Regions from separate parts of the Sus scrofa genome. Here region 2 is linked to region 1. A link is a contact called in public Hi-C data. All regions are on one chromosome and are shown on one strand. Each heading gives the region's core, a stretch centred on a gene start, on an enhancer-like site or on the middle of the called end of the contact. The rest is flanking DNA. Distances are from core to core; before and after follow the strand shown.

Region 1 (6,885 bases), core at 2,436-4,935:
TAATTTATTTCCAGTCCTTTGCTGAGCGGTTGAACTTTACTCAAATAAACACAAGCTCCACTGAAGGCTGAAGGGTGGATTTCAATCACACTGGCAGCTTTACAAGGCTAAAGGCATTCGTTGGCAGGAGACGCTCATCTTCATGGGATGTGCTAGTGGGCAGTTTAAATAAGCAACGGTACCTCTGTGAATAAAACTTCAGGTGTTCAAGGCATCCTGGTGAAGTTAAACGTCAGGATTCCATGATAAGAGGGCCTTGAATAGAAAGGCTTACAAAGAGCATCCCACCACCTCAAAGCAAAGATTGAATTCACAGCCATTAGTGCATTCAGCTGTTTGTCACCAGATGATATTTATTAGGTTTACAATATTCAGCCCATGTTCTGCTTCATTAAGAGCACTTCATTTAGGACTTCAACTACCTAGCATTAGACAGGGTTTTTTTTTGTTGTTTAGATCAAATATTTTATGCATTCAACTAAAATGAACCTTTTGTTTTCTTTTAATTGGGTCTGAGAAACATCAGCAAAATTGCAGTGACTTGGCAGTGGCCCCTTTTTCTCCCAGGTAAGTTTCAAGTTACCGTAAAGTGATCTAACCACAATAAGCTCTAAATTACTCTGTCAGAGAAAAATCAGAGCATGCTAAATAAATGCTAAAATTATTCAGATTCACTAATATCTGCTATCTCTAGTTTGGATAATCTATGTTTTCCTTCATTTCTGTTAAAAATCAAAGTTGCCTGGGTACCTTTTCTTCTTAGTCAACAGAGAATTAAAAGACCCGATTACATTATTATTCTTGAGAATGCCAATAGTGAAAACAATATTTTCTATACATGGTTCTATAATACAGCCTATACCTAAAAGAAACCAACAAAGAAGCAATATTCTTCACAACTAGGAAGCAAGAAATTATTTGAAATAAGATATAAATTAAACAATAGGATGCGCATTTCCCAATCATTCACATATTCCCCCATGAAGAAACTCCCTCAACTGAGTTAAAGGTTTTGTCTAAAAGTTGCCAAAACAATCACTACCTTATAAAAACAGGAATGCCAAATTCACTATTTTAAATACCCATCACTCATCTTTCCACACGAATCTCCGCCCAAACTCTAATAAACCCAGCAGAAGGGATGGGGCAGTACACGAACCACCTTCACTGTCCTAAATCCTTGGACCTCACCAATGGGAAAATTAACACACAATTTCCATACAAAATAACTCATTTCCATACCAAACATAAACATATCAACATGACCGTCTTAATCATTTTAACTTTCTAAATCCTCAGTTTCGAGTTGCTGTAAGGCCTCAGTTCCAACAAATGGAGAAAGGGAACCAATCCAGCCACAACCTTGCAAATTAGCCAGTCTTTCCTAATCCCTCTGGGTTAAGATAGGCATTGATAGTACACATCACTAAATACCAAACCTGAAAGAACTTTACAAATACTTATTTGACATATTTCATACCCAAAATAAATTTCTACAAATCTGAGAACAAAGAAAATGGACAGTCTTGAGTTCCCTGGTAGCCTATCGGGTTAAGGACCTGGCATTGTCATTGCTGTGGTTTAGGTCATTGCCATGCTGCAGATTCAGTCCCTGGCCTAGGAACTTTTGCATGCAGTGGGCATGGCCAAAAAAAGAAGAGAAAAGGAAAAGAGAAGAAAAAAAAGAAAAGAAAGGAAAAGAAAAGGGACAGCTCATTTGTTAGGTTCAGAGCAGAGAAAATGAAAGGACTTGTCCAAAATGAGTCAGCAAATTGGTAGCAAAAATGGAAATCAAATTCCAGTTTCCCATCCAGACACAGGTGCAACCCTACGCGTGACTCTGAACACTCCAATCTTAAACAAGGTATATTTTTTTTCAGTGAAGTTAGTGTAAACAGTTAAGATTATGTTCAAACTTCATCTCTCCATTTGTCTTAACTAAGATAATCTATTTAATGCATTCCCTGCCTCATTCACAAAGAATTTGAAATGGCTTTGAAAGTGATATCATATGACAAAAATAAGCAGAAAGTCATGACTAAGGAAAACACATGTAAGAACAGAAAGAAAATCACAACAAAGATCTGCTGGGAATATTACAGGTTCAGGGTTTGACATGATCCACCAGGTCTTGAGAGTTGGTTCCCCTACCCTTTTTGGCCTCATAATTCACAGAGAAAATAAGATCCGAACAGCCCCTGGCAGACATGGGAGGGACAGCGAGGGCCTAGATGCCAGGATCGCCCCTGCCCAGGTGAGTGGGTCAGCTCTCCAGGCCTGCGATCCATCTGGATCATCCCCACACCCTGCAGCACGGGGCACGCCGGATGGCAAGGTCCGCCCTGGAGAACGCCAAGGGCTTCGGGCTCTTCCATCTAAAAGGTCTTGCCCGAGTGTTTCCTCAAAGGGGCGCTGAGCATGAGGGTTGGCAGCTAGTTCAAGAGCAGCCCTAACGCCCTTCGTGTTCACGCAGCAGTATGAGCCGAGCGCGCCCTGCACGAAGGCATCTGGGCGCAGGACTAACACGGGGTGGGAACCCTCTCCGCACAGATGAGTGACCGGACCGCGCAGCCCTCACGATGCCCCCGCCCCGTACATAAGAAACAGCCTTTCTCTCAACCAGGCTATTGATAAAAACTGGAAAGCAGACCGTTCAAAGTTATGTGTTACGGAGAGAACTAGAGTTCCTATACTTAGTTTTTTAACTGTTATTTATTCGCTTAAATTTCTAACTTGTAAAAATTTTAGATTTATGTTTTCTTGAGGTAACATCAGTTTATACCACAACTTTCCTGTGTGCACCATTATATTTCCACATCTGCATGCCTCCCATGTGCCTGGCATCCAAAATTCAGTTTCCATCTATCCCTTTCCAGGGATCCCCTTCCCCACCCACCTTCCCTGCCCCCGGTAACCACTACCCTGTCCTCACTGCATCACCGAATTTATTTTTATTTGGTTTGTTCCTTCAATTTGTTTGCTGGTTTTCGATATTCCACGTGAGTGAAATCATACTGTCTTTCTCTGTCTGACCTACTTTACTTAGCAGAGTTTCTATACTTTTTTTTTTTTTTTTGTCTTTTTAGGGCTGCACCCACAGCATATGGAGGTTCCCAGGCCAGGGGTCGAATCGGAGCTACAGCCTCCGGCCTACGCCACAGCCACAGCAATGTGGGATCCGAGCCGCGTCTGCAACCTACACCACAGCTCACGGCAACACCAGATTCTTAACCCACTGAGCGAGGCCAGGGATCGAACCCGCAACCTCACGGATTTTAGTCGGGTTTGTTAACCACTGAGCCATGACGGGAACTCTGAGTTCCTATACTTTAGAAGTTAGCTGAGTAAATGATAAAGTGGCCACACTGGTGTGAAAACTGAAGCGGCCCCACCACAGCCTCAGACTAGGCATAGGCCTTGCTGCCAAGCCAAGGCACACGGCCAGAAATACAAAATCAGCCATTTTATTTATTGAGTGTGCCTTTTGTTTGGAATTACCTTTGAGAAGCCAACTTCTGTTTTGCTTTGGGGGGAAATTCATAAACACTTTAGGAGCCAAAGTAAATTCCACCTGGCTGCCCCGGCAAGGACAGAATCCACAGAGGTTTCCCAACTGTCCAGCACACCCTCCCCCAGGCGAGACTCTGGCCCTCTCAGCCTCCTCTTCACCCCATCTTTGGCAGGTAAGCTCCTTTACCTCGTCTCCATACCCAAGGGGAAAGCTGACAGTCAAGGCCCAGACAGGACACCCAATACTGCAGAGCAAGAAAAACCTCAAACACCTGCCACCCTGGCTCCCGCTTGCGCTCTCTCTCCTCCGCTCCTTTGTCTGACCCCGTGAATAGCAAACCTAGCTGGTAAAGTAAATCTAAAATAACTCAACCATGAAAAGAGAAATGCCAATGTTTTTCACATGTTTTGTTTTGTTTTTTTCTCTCTGTAGCGTGATACAAATGTGGTGGTTGAAATGCTATTAGAAGCTTCAGATAAATAATCACATTTATGGCTATAATTGAAACCTCAACTCTGTACCGGCAGGAAGGCCCCTCTCTGGTTTCCAAGGTCAGGCAGGTCCCAGTTGGGCAGGTTGTAACTTGATCCTGTCAAAGACTACTTTCCAGGATATACAGTCAAGAGAATTTTTTTTTCCTACTTTTTAGAGCCGCCCCCACAGCATATGGAAGTTCCTAGGCCAGGAGTCAAATAGGACCTACAGCTGCCAGCCTACACCAGAGCCACTCGGGATCCAAGCTGCGTCTGCGACCTACACCACAGTTCATGGCCACACTGGATCCCCAACCGACAGAGCGAGGCCAGGGATTGAACCTGCGTCCTCATGATACTAGTCAGGCTCGTTATCGCTGAGCCACCATGGGAACTTCCAAGAGAATGTTATTTTTGAAAGAATATTTGGTAAGAAAGTGCTTCTCACTTGTCCAAAAAAAAATCAGCTTATAGGAAACTATAAAACAAGCCATCGAATTCCCTATAGACAGCAGAGTTTAAAACAGACCTTCCTTGGGGACCCTTTGTGCCCATGACACTTAGTTCTCACATCGTAACACAGCACCCAGCAGGAATGGTCCTCACTTCAGGTCTGCTTTGCCCGCTGGACCAAGCACACGTGACGATGGAAATCACCTGCCATATTAAACGCTCTGCCCTTAGTACACTGCACAGTGTTTGGTACGGAAGAAGCATTTCACGTGTGTTGACTGTCCAAAGAATTAAAGAAAACAGGATGAATATGTCTCTCTGCTTTTCCTCCTCTCTTGCCCTCACTTTCCTCACACTGTTTCCAGCTCAACACCTCCGAGGCGCCAGTGGGACACATGACTCAGTCCTTTCCCTAAAGATGCCAGAGATCCCGGAGAAAAAGTGCGAAGACAGGAACTGAGGGGTGTACGATCAGGACGAGGCTGAGCCAGACACTTGCAGGGACAAGTAGCAGAAACCCACCTGCAGGAACTTAAGCACCAATGGGCACATCCAGTACGAGAGAGGGAGTCTCTTTGACCTCAGAGGCAGAAGCAGAGCCAGGCTTGGGGGTTAGGAGGACGAGCAAGAAAACCTGAAGGCATCCCTTGCTCCCGTTTCTCTCCCTCTGGAGCCAAAGTGGTCCTTCCGCTGTGATTCACACTTCTTTTTAAGTGGATCAGCTTGCACTGTTACTTTAATGCACAGAAATGCCTCAAGGCTGCTGCATTTCCGTGTTCCCAGGGACCAGTCTGGGTTGAGACTAGCCCTTCCTACTTCAAGCTCTAAATTCCTGGGAAAGTCAAACTGGCTCAAGGGCAAAGAGCCTTAACCAGGCACGTCTGGTTCTCCTGGATCCCTGCAGGGGGGGTGGGGGGGGGGAGCTTCTCAGAAGAGAGTGGATGAGGACCGCCTCCGAGCAGTGGGTGGGTTTTTGATCGTGAGGTGCCTGCCCCTCCTCTTTCTCTCACCTGCCACTCTGGAAGTTCCGCAGTCTTATCACACGCTGCCTTCAAGCTCGGCCTTCACAACACCTGCCTTCCCACCTAATGCCTTCTCCAGCCTTCCCTCCATGAAACTTCAAACACTTCTCAGCCGTAAAATGTTACTATCCTACCTAGAACATGACAAATACTATTAAAAAGGTATTTTTTTCAGTGTTTACTTATTTTATTTTGTTTTCTTTTCGTTTGTTGTTGGGTGTACCCAAGAGCATGCCGAAGTGCCTTGATCAGGGATTGAACCTGACCCAGCAACTTCAGCCACTATAGTGACAACACCAGATCCTTAACTCACTGAGCCACATGGGAATTCCAATGGCTGTTTATCTTAGGTTCGGTGACTTTATCTTTTTCCAACTTCATTGAAGAGTAATTTTCAAATAAAATGGTAAGATATTTAAAGTGTATGATGTGCTGTGTTGGTCCACACTGTGGAAGGGCCATCAAGTTAGCATCTCCATCACCTCGCATACTTAAAATTTGTTTTTATTTGGTGAGAATATTTAAGTTATACTCTCTCAGCAAATTTTAACCATACGATACAGTGTTATCAGCTATAGTCACTATACGATGCACTAGATTCCCAGACCCTATTTATCCCATAACAGAACGTCTGCACCCTTTTACCAATCTCTCCCTATTTCTCCCACCTCTCTCCCATGGCAACCACTTTTCTATTCTATTTCTATGAATTCAACTTTTTTTTTTTTTTCCTTTTTAGAGTTGTACCTACAGCATATGGAAGTTCCCGGGCTAGGGGTGGAATTGGAGCTGCAGCTGCCCGCCTACACCACAGCCACAGCCACAGCCACAGCCAGGCCACATCCTTAACCCACTGAGCAAGGCCAGGGATCGAACTAGCATCCTTATGGATACTAATCTGGTTAATACATTGAGCCACAGCAGGAACTTTAACTTTTTTTTAACGGTATTTTAATGGACAAAGTAAACCATATATTACACAGATGTTTTCTTCCAGGCTTGGAATATTATTTATTATGTACCACACACAATATGGTCTCATCTGCCTCGTGTCACAGCCTCCAAATACACCATGCTTTTCTACTTATTCTGTAACTAATACCATATAACTGTTATTTAAGGATAATATTGAGTAACCTCTTAGCAAAATACCTTCCAATAGAAAGAACTGCAAAAAAAAAAAAAAAAAAAAAAAAAAAAAAAACCTTTGGAAATTCAATACACGAACAAAATAAATTCGAACTGATATGAAAATGTAGCCTATTTCCTTATGCAATAAAATTCTGCTTCTTTCAAGTTAAACAAAACTTCAATTCTAGCTCAGAGATCAGTTCCTATGTTAGCCAAACGCACACAAGCACTAAGAACAGAAAAGCCAGTTTCCGACCACCTGTGTGCAAAGAGCATGGCCTTTTGTTCTTTCACC
Region 2 (6,969 bases), core at 4,371-6,870, 77 kb after region 1:
CTGGTGAAGACGCAGAGCAACAGGGACTCTCAGACATTGCTGGTGGGAATACCCAACAGTACAGCCACTCTGGAGGACCATTTGACAGCTCCTTACAAAACTCTCACCATACAACCCAGTACTAGTGCTCCTCGGTATTTACCCCAAAGACCTGAAAACATGTCCACCCAAAAACCTGAACACGGATGTTTATGAAAGCTTTACTGATAATTGTCAAAACCTGGAAGCAACCAAGATCAGCAGTAGGTCAATGGATCATCAAACCGGGACATTCAGACAAATGGAATATTATTTGGTGCTAAAAAGAAATAAGCCATCAAGCCATGAAGATCCATGAAGGAACCATAAATGTATGTCACTAAATGAAGGAAGCCACTCTGAAAAGCTGCATACCGTATGTTTCCGAAGATATGACATTTTGGAAAAAGCAAAACCATGGAGAAAATAATAAGATCAGTGGCTGGGGTGGGGTAGGTTGAGATAAAAAGGCAGCGCACAGAGGATCTTTAGGGCAGTGAAAATACTCTGTATGCCATTACCATGATGGATATGTCATTATACATGTGTCAAACTCACAGAGTATGCAACACTGAGAGTGAACCCTTTTTTTTTTTTTTGGCCATGCCCATGGCACACAGAGGTTCCCAGGACAGGGAATGAAATCCATGCCACTGTAGCGAACACAGTCACAACAGTGACAATGTCAGATTTTTAACCACTAGGCCCCCAGGGAATCAAGAGTAAATCCTATGGTAAAATATGGACATCGGGTGACAATGATGTATCAGTGTGGGCTCATCATGGTTAAAAATGTACAGTTCTGGGAGTTCCCGTTGTGGTGCAGCGAAACGAATCCAACTGGTAATCATGAGGCTGCAATTTTGATCCCTGGCCTCTCTCAGTGGGTGAAGGATCCAGCATTGCGTGTGGTATAGGAGCTGTGGTGTAGGTTGAAGACACAGATCGGATCCCACATTGCTGTGGCTGTGGTGTAGGCCAGCAGCTATAGCTCTGATTCGACGCCTACCCTGGGAACATACGCCATGTGTGCAGCCCTAAAAAGCAAAAAAAAAAAAAAAAAAAAAAAACCAATTCTGGCGAATGATGTTGATGATGGGGGGAGACTATGCATGGGTGGGGTGGGGGTGGGCATGGGAAATCTACGTACCTCCCTCTTAATTTTGCTATAAATCTAAAACTGCCTTAACAAAATTAAATCCTCAATTTTTTTTTAAGACTAAGGTAGAATATTTTTGAAAAGAAAGCAAACCAAAAATAAAACAAAAACGTGGATGGGGGAACCAAACCTGAGAGATACAACAGCCGACAAGCACATATGTACCTACACCTAACTCACACATCAAATTAAGTATAACTAACGTCTCTAATTTAATTTTACCTTCTGAAGGAATATTGTGTTCTTCCCAACTGTTTAACAATCAAAACTTTGAAATGTAAAGAAAATTTATTAAGCCACTCAAATATGAATTCAAAAATAGTCCAAAAATCAAAATATAATAACTTAGCTAGTCCCAACATGCTTTCACCCCCAAACAAAATCTTCCTATAAAATATTGGACAGCTGGTATTCTTTATTTTTTTTTTTTTTTTTTTGCCAGCACAATCTAAAATTTAACACACAAAAATCAATAGCCTACAGAGTTCCCATTGTGGCGCAGTGGTTAACGAATCCGACTAGGAACCACAAGGTTGCGGGTTCGATTCCTCCCCTTGCTCAGTGGGTTAACGATCTGGCGTTGCCGTGAGCTGTGGTGTAGGTTGCAGACGCGGCTCGGATCCTGTGTTGTTGTGGCTCTGGCGTAGGCTGGAGGCTACAGCTCCAATTCGACCCCTAGCCTAGGAACATCCATATGCCGCAGGAGCGGCCCAAGAAATGGCAAAAAGACAAAAAAAAAAAAAGAATCAGTAGCCTTTATATATTCAAACAGCAACCAGTTAGAAGCTATAATGAAAAAGAATACCCCATTTATACCATTATTATAAAAAAGAAAATACTTGAATAAATACGAAAATGCACAAAGCAGTATGAAGAAAATGTTGAAATACTTTTGAAAGTCATAAAAGTAGTCTTGAACAAATGGAAAGACATTCCTTATTCTAAGACAAGTAAAATCACACAAATAAATGATAATATATGAATTTAATGTGGTTCCAGTGAAAAACGTTTTTGCCCCAGCACTAGACATGATTCTAAAATTCATACAGAAGAATATGCAAGAACAGCTAGAAAAATCCTGGGGAAAAAAAGGGCAATGATTGAAAATGAACACTACTAAGTATCAATATACACTGAAGAAAACCTCTGTAACTAAAACAATGTGGGGATGACACATGAGTAGACATGTACACCAACAAAATATATTAAAAATGTTCAGAGAAAGATCCAGGACTAAATATAACAATACTGATAGTGGAACAATTTGACATTATAGGCCACCTGATTAGATGCAAAAAAGCATGTATCACTTATAGAATTCTTGCCAAAAAAGTCTGGCCTGGATCCAATCACAGTGAAATACATGAAGTCAGGAAACTATATCCAATTACTTGTGATGGAACATGATGGAAGATATTATGAGAAAAAGAATGTGTATGTACAATTGCATCGCTTTGCTGTATAGCAGAAATTGACAACATTGTAAATCAACTATAATAAAAAAATGTTTAAAAAGAAATGTAATACCATTAAAAGATCAAATACTTTCAGCCATGAAAAAACAAAACAAAACAAACAGACTCGCAGATGCAGAGAACAAACCAGTGGTTACCGTGGGGCGAGAAAAGAGGGAGGGGCAAGAGAGAGGCTGAGGATCAGTAGGTGCAAACTACTAGGTATAAGATAAATTAGCCGCAAGGATGTACGGTACAGCACAGGGAACATAGCCGGTATTTTAAAACTGTAAAAGGAGTACAATCTATAAAATATCAAATGACTCTTGTACATCTGAATGGACAGCTAGTATTTTCTAAGTCCCCAAAGTGTCAATGAATACTAAAACAGATTCCTGAAATTCTAACAGCATGGGAAGCCTTTTTTTCTACTGGGGATAAGCACTCCAGAAAATTTTAATGCAGATTCACAAAATAAAAAGCAATAATGTAATTTTAAGTTTTTCAAAATTAGAATTTAAATGCATCTAAATACTACCTTTATCTATTTTTTACATGAGGAGTTCCTGTCATGGCTCAGTGGTTAACAAACCTGACTAGTATCCATGAGGATGCAGGTTTGATCCCTGGCTTCATTCAGTGGGTTAAGGATCCAGTGTTGCCATGAGCTCTGGTGTAGGTCACAGACACGTCTCGGATCTGGCATTGCTGTGGCCGTGGTGTACGCTGGCAGCTGCAGCTCTGACTAGACCCCTAGCCTGGGAACGTCCATATGCTGCCGGAGAGGCCCTAAAAAAAAAGCAAAAAAACAAAACCAAAAAAAACCCAGAGGAATTCAGGACGCTCTCAGGTCACAGGTCACTGCAGGGGTAGCGTGGGCGTGGCCTCTCATGGCCTCACTCGGATGACCTTAGGCGAAGTGGGCAGAGACAGGGACCCACAGGCGGGGAATGTGCCACCTGGCCCTGCTATAGCTTTCCACTGTCAAGAGAGACCAACAAGCTGGACTTTTAGGGTGGACCTCAGCCCACTAGTTGCCGGTGTCTAATGCCAGTCTTCCAGCTGAGGGCAATTAAAGTGACGGAGTTAAAATTTCATCTCTAGCACCATGTATTTCCCACGGAGGACACAGAGTACACAGGCCTTGGCTCCAGGAGACCAGTGGGGACAATGAACACACCATTTCAAGAGAAAATGGCAAAAGGAGAGAGAGAAAAGGTCAAAAATGAGATCACAGCACCCACCAGCCACACGCCTCTCCCAACCCCTGACTGTCATAGAACAAGTCTGGGAAGAGGCAGTAAAAAGATGACAGAGTAACCCCTCCTCTGCATATCTAGAGAAGAAAAGAGATAAAGGGACCCAGAACTATATGAATGCAAAGAAACAAAAATTCAATGGCCCCACTTTTATGTATCCAAAGTGATTCCTACAAAAATAAAACTAACTTACTGAGCACTATCTATACTCCAAATACCAACCCCAGGTACTGCAGGAATATCAGCTCAGGTAAACCTCGCAGCAATCCTGGGAGGAATCATTATTCCCAATTTATAGATGTGGAAACTGAGACTCTGAAACCCTAAAGTTTGGGAAAATGTCAATCATCTTCAGCCAACAATTCCATTCCCATGTTGGCTCGTACTGTAAATACAAATGGGCAAAGAGTCTAGAACAACTCATTAGCTACAGCAATTAAAAGTGTAAAGGGGAGTTCCCATTGTGGCCAGCGGAAATAAATCCAACTAGTATCCAGGAGGATGTGGGTTCGAACCCTGGCCTTGCTCAGTGGGTCACAGATCTGGCACTGCCATGAGCTGTGGTATGGATCACAGACGTGGTTCAGATCCCACGTTGCTATTGCTATGGCTGTGGTGTAAACCAGCAGCTATAGCTCCAATTTGACCCCTAGCCTGGGAACTTCCATATGTCGTGGGTGTGGCCCTAAAAAGCAAAAGGAAGGAAGGAAAGAAGGGAAAGGGAAGGGAAGCAAAGCACAGTCAGGAGTTCCCATTGTGGCTCAGTGGGTTAAGAACCTGGCTAGTATCCATGAGGATGTGGATTCAATCCCTAGCCCTGCTCAGTGGGTTAAGGATCCGCTGCTGCCGTGAGGAGGAGTGTAGGTCTCAGCTGCAGCTTGAACCTGGCATTTTTGTGGCTGTGGCATAGGCTGGCAGCTGCAGCTCCGATTTAATCCCTAGCCTGGGAACTTCCATATGCCACAGGTGCAGCTGTAAAAAAGAAAAAATAAATAAATAAACATAGTCATATAGAGAGGTTAGCAAATTGACATAGCTTAGATGAGAGGTATCATTTCTGAGTCCTAACTCAGGGATAAATGAAGATATCACAGGAAGCCAAGCTGCAGCCACTCAAACAACTGTTCAACTTGCTGCATTCCTGGTTTCTTCTGAACTCTCTTAGGTTCTGGGCTGACTAGAACGGCTATCTCTTGACTTAGAGGATTCCAGTATGACTAGGTCAAGTCTCTATTCTGTGGAAATTCAGAAAAGCAAGACTGGCCAGGGGTAAGGTAGGCTGGTAGGGTATAGGTCCCTGCAATAAAACTCACTGAGTTAAAAAAATAGATGATTAAAACATTAAGAAAAAAAAATTTTTTCCAAAGCATTACTCTGGACAACCCAGGGGCCCAGAAAACCACCCAGAGCTAAACTGCTAGCATTTGAAACTAAAGGATTCATCTGGAAATAAGAATGCAGTGGATCCAGTTCAACTAGGTATTAGGCACCAATACAAAACAAACATCTCTTTAATATTTCAGCCAGGAATAAACCGCTGCCATGGAAAGATTCCGGAAAGCATCGTTTTACATGGCCTCCCAAAGCGCAGGCCACTTCTGCCCCTCGGCATACTTTCTTTGGTTCCAGGTTTCAGAATGTGACTGCACTCACTCTTATCTGGCCCCTAGGTGGGCACATCACAGAGCCAGAGGCATGGGAAACCCTGCACTCCGCTTTGCCAGATGGAGAAAACCAGGCTTCCAGTGATGAAATGGCCAATGCCCAAGGTCAGGGCAGGGGAGAGCTGCGATCAGACTCCCAGCCCCAAGTCCCTTCCAAGATTCTTTAAATTAAAGGCACATGAGAGCACAAAGCAACACTCCCTGCCAAGAGACAAGTAGATGACTTTTTTTTTTTCCTTCTGTTTTGGTCTTTTTTGTTGGTTTCTTATACCTCTGAATCAACTTTTACTAATGACTAAATGCACCATGTGGAAGGGGAGGCCTCCTGCCCTTTAAAAAAAAAAAAGAGTTAATGAGACTGCTCATTGAAGTTGCAAAAGACATTTATTTTTTTCTGCGTTAGGGAATTTCTAGGTTAATTGTGGCATTCTCCTTAGGAGACCCATTCATATAAAAATAAACGAATGCTGCCTCCTTCTGAATTCCTTCTATTCTGATATTGCAGTTGAGAAGAAAAGCTTGGCTTGATGGCCGTTTTCTTTTCGGGTAAGCATGTACCGCGTATACTTTAGTTTAGTGTTACACGTATCAGTAGATCACAACTTAAGAGTCTTAAATCATGATTTACTGACTGATCTCTAAATGGTACTGAGGGTTTTAATTTCCCCAAAGTCGTTCCTTTTTAGTGATACTGAGATCACTCTTAACAACAAACAGAGCGAAATTCAAAGCAAAAATAGATGCTGGGAAAGATACTGTGCAAGGAAAAAGTAGTATTTCTGTTTTTAAAGTTTGGACTTTGCTTGGAAGAAGATCAACTCTCTGAAGTCTCTTCTGGCTACCATCATTCTATGATGTTTTTACCTATTACTCTTTTTTCTAAGTAAGTTTAGTAACACTTCAGATAAGATAGCTGGTCAGGATTTCACAATCTGAGAATCCCTCATTTTAGGAGTGTCACAAGTGCCAGTCTAACATTTTCCATTATCTCAAAATATCTGGATGAAATGTATCCTGATTAAGGTCTTTGAGCTCCTGAACAGAATCTGGATTAACTGGGTAAATTAAGTAGGAAATTGAGACCCATCAGGAGCATTGGGGTCATTTGAATCTAAGTCTCTCCTAGGGAACCTCCTTAAACAGCTTTCCCATAGTGACCTTTCCTTCAAAAGTCCATCTGACTTTTCTGGAGTCAATTCTGACCTCTAGAGACCTAGAGGCAGTCTGTTTCCAGGCAGATTTGCTGGCATGAAGGCTGCCTCATGCTCTGAATTCAGGGTAAAGGTCTGGTTTTCAAAATCATACGGGGCAAATTCCCATTCTGAAACCTTGAAACCAACAATTACTACTAAGTGATGAGTCCCTAATGCATAGTTGAAAGTTTATTAATTGTATGCCATTAAATAGAGACTTGA

Evidence for each region. Hi-C and Micro-C count contacts between places; a contact is called where the count stands out from the background.
Region 2: a contact with region 1 is called in a Hi-C map of liver, with 8 times the contacts expected there. The contact joins two enhancer-like sites. A contact is called at or near these places in 1 of 5 promoter capture datasets (liver), 5 of 47 Hi-C or Micro-C datasets (liver and skeletal muscle) and 2 of 2 datasets of contacts at active chromatin or transcription factors (alveolar macrophages and skeletal muscle).

Annotation. Positions count from the first base shown.
Region 1 is chr11:16,185,171-16,192,055 of Sscrofa11.1, forward strand. All of the region lies in intron 2 of WDFY2 (WD repeat and FYVE domain-containing protein 2), which reads right to left. Among named protein-coding and RNA genes, the nearest start is that of WDFY2, 84 kb to the right of the region's middle. Within about 2 kb of position 3,686, at least 15 of the 83 cell types and tissues checked have an H3K27ac peak or open chromatin away from gene starts, as enhancers often do. A contact at or near this core is called in liver, where this site is marked.
Region 2 is chr11:16,259,766-16,266,734 of Sscrofa11.1, forward strand. All of the region lies in intron 1 of WDFY2 (WD repeat and FYVE domain-containing protein 2), which reads right to left. Among named protein-coding and RNA genes, the nearest start is that of WDFY2, 9.3 kb to the right of the region's middle. Within about 2 kb of position 5,621, at least 8 of the 83 cell types and tissues checked have an H3K27ac peak or open chromatin away from gene starts, as enhancers often do. A contact at or near this core is called in liver, where this site is marked.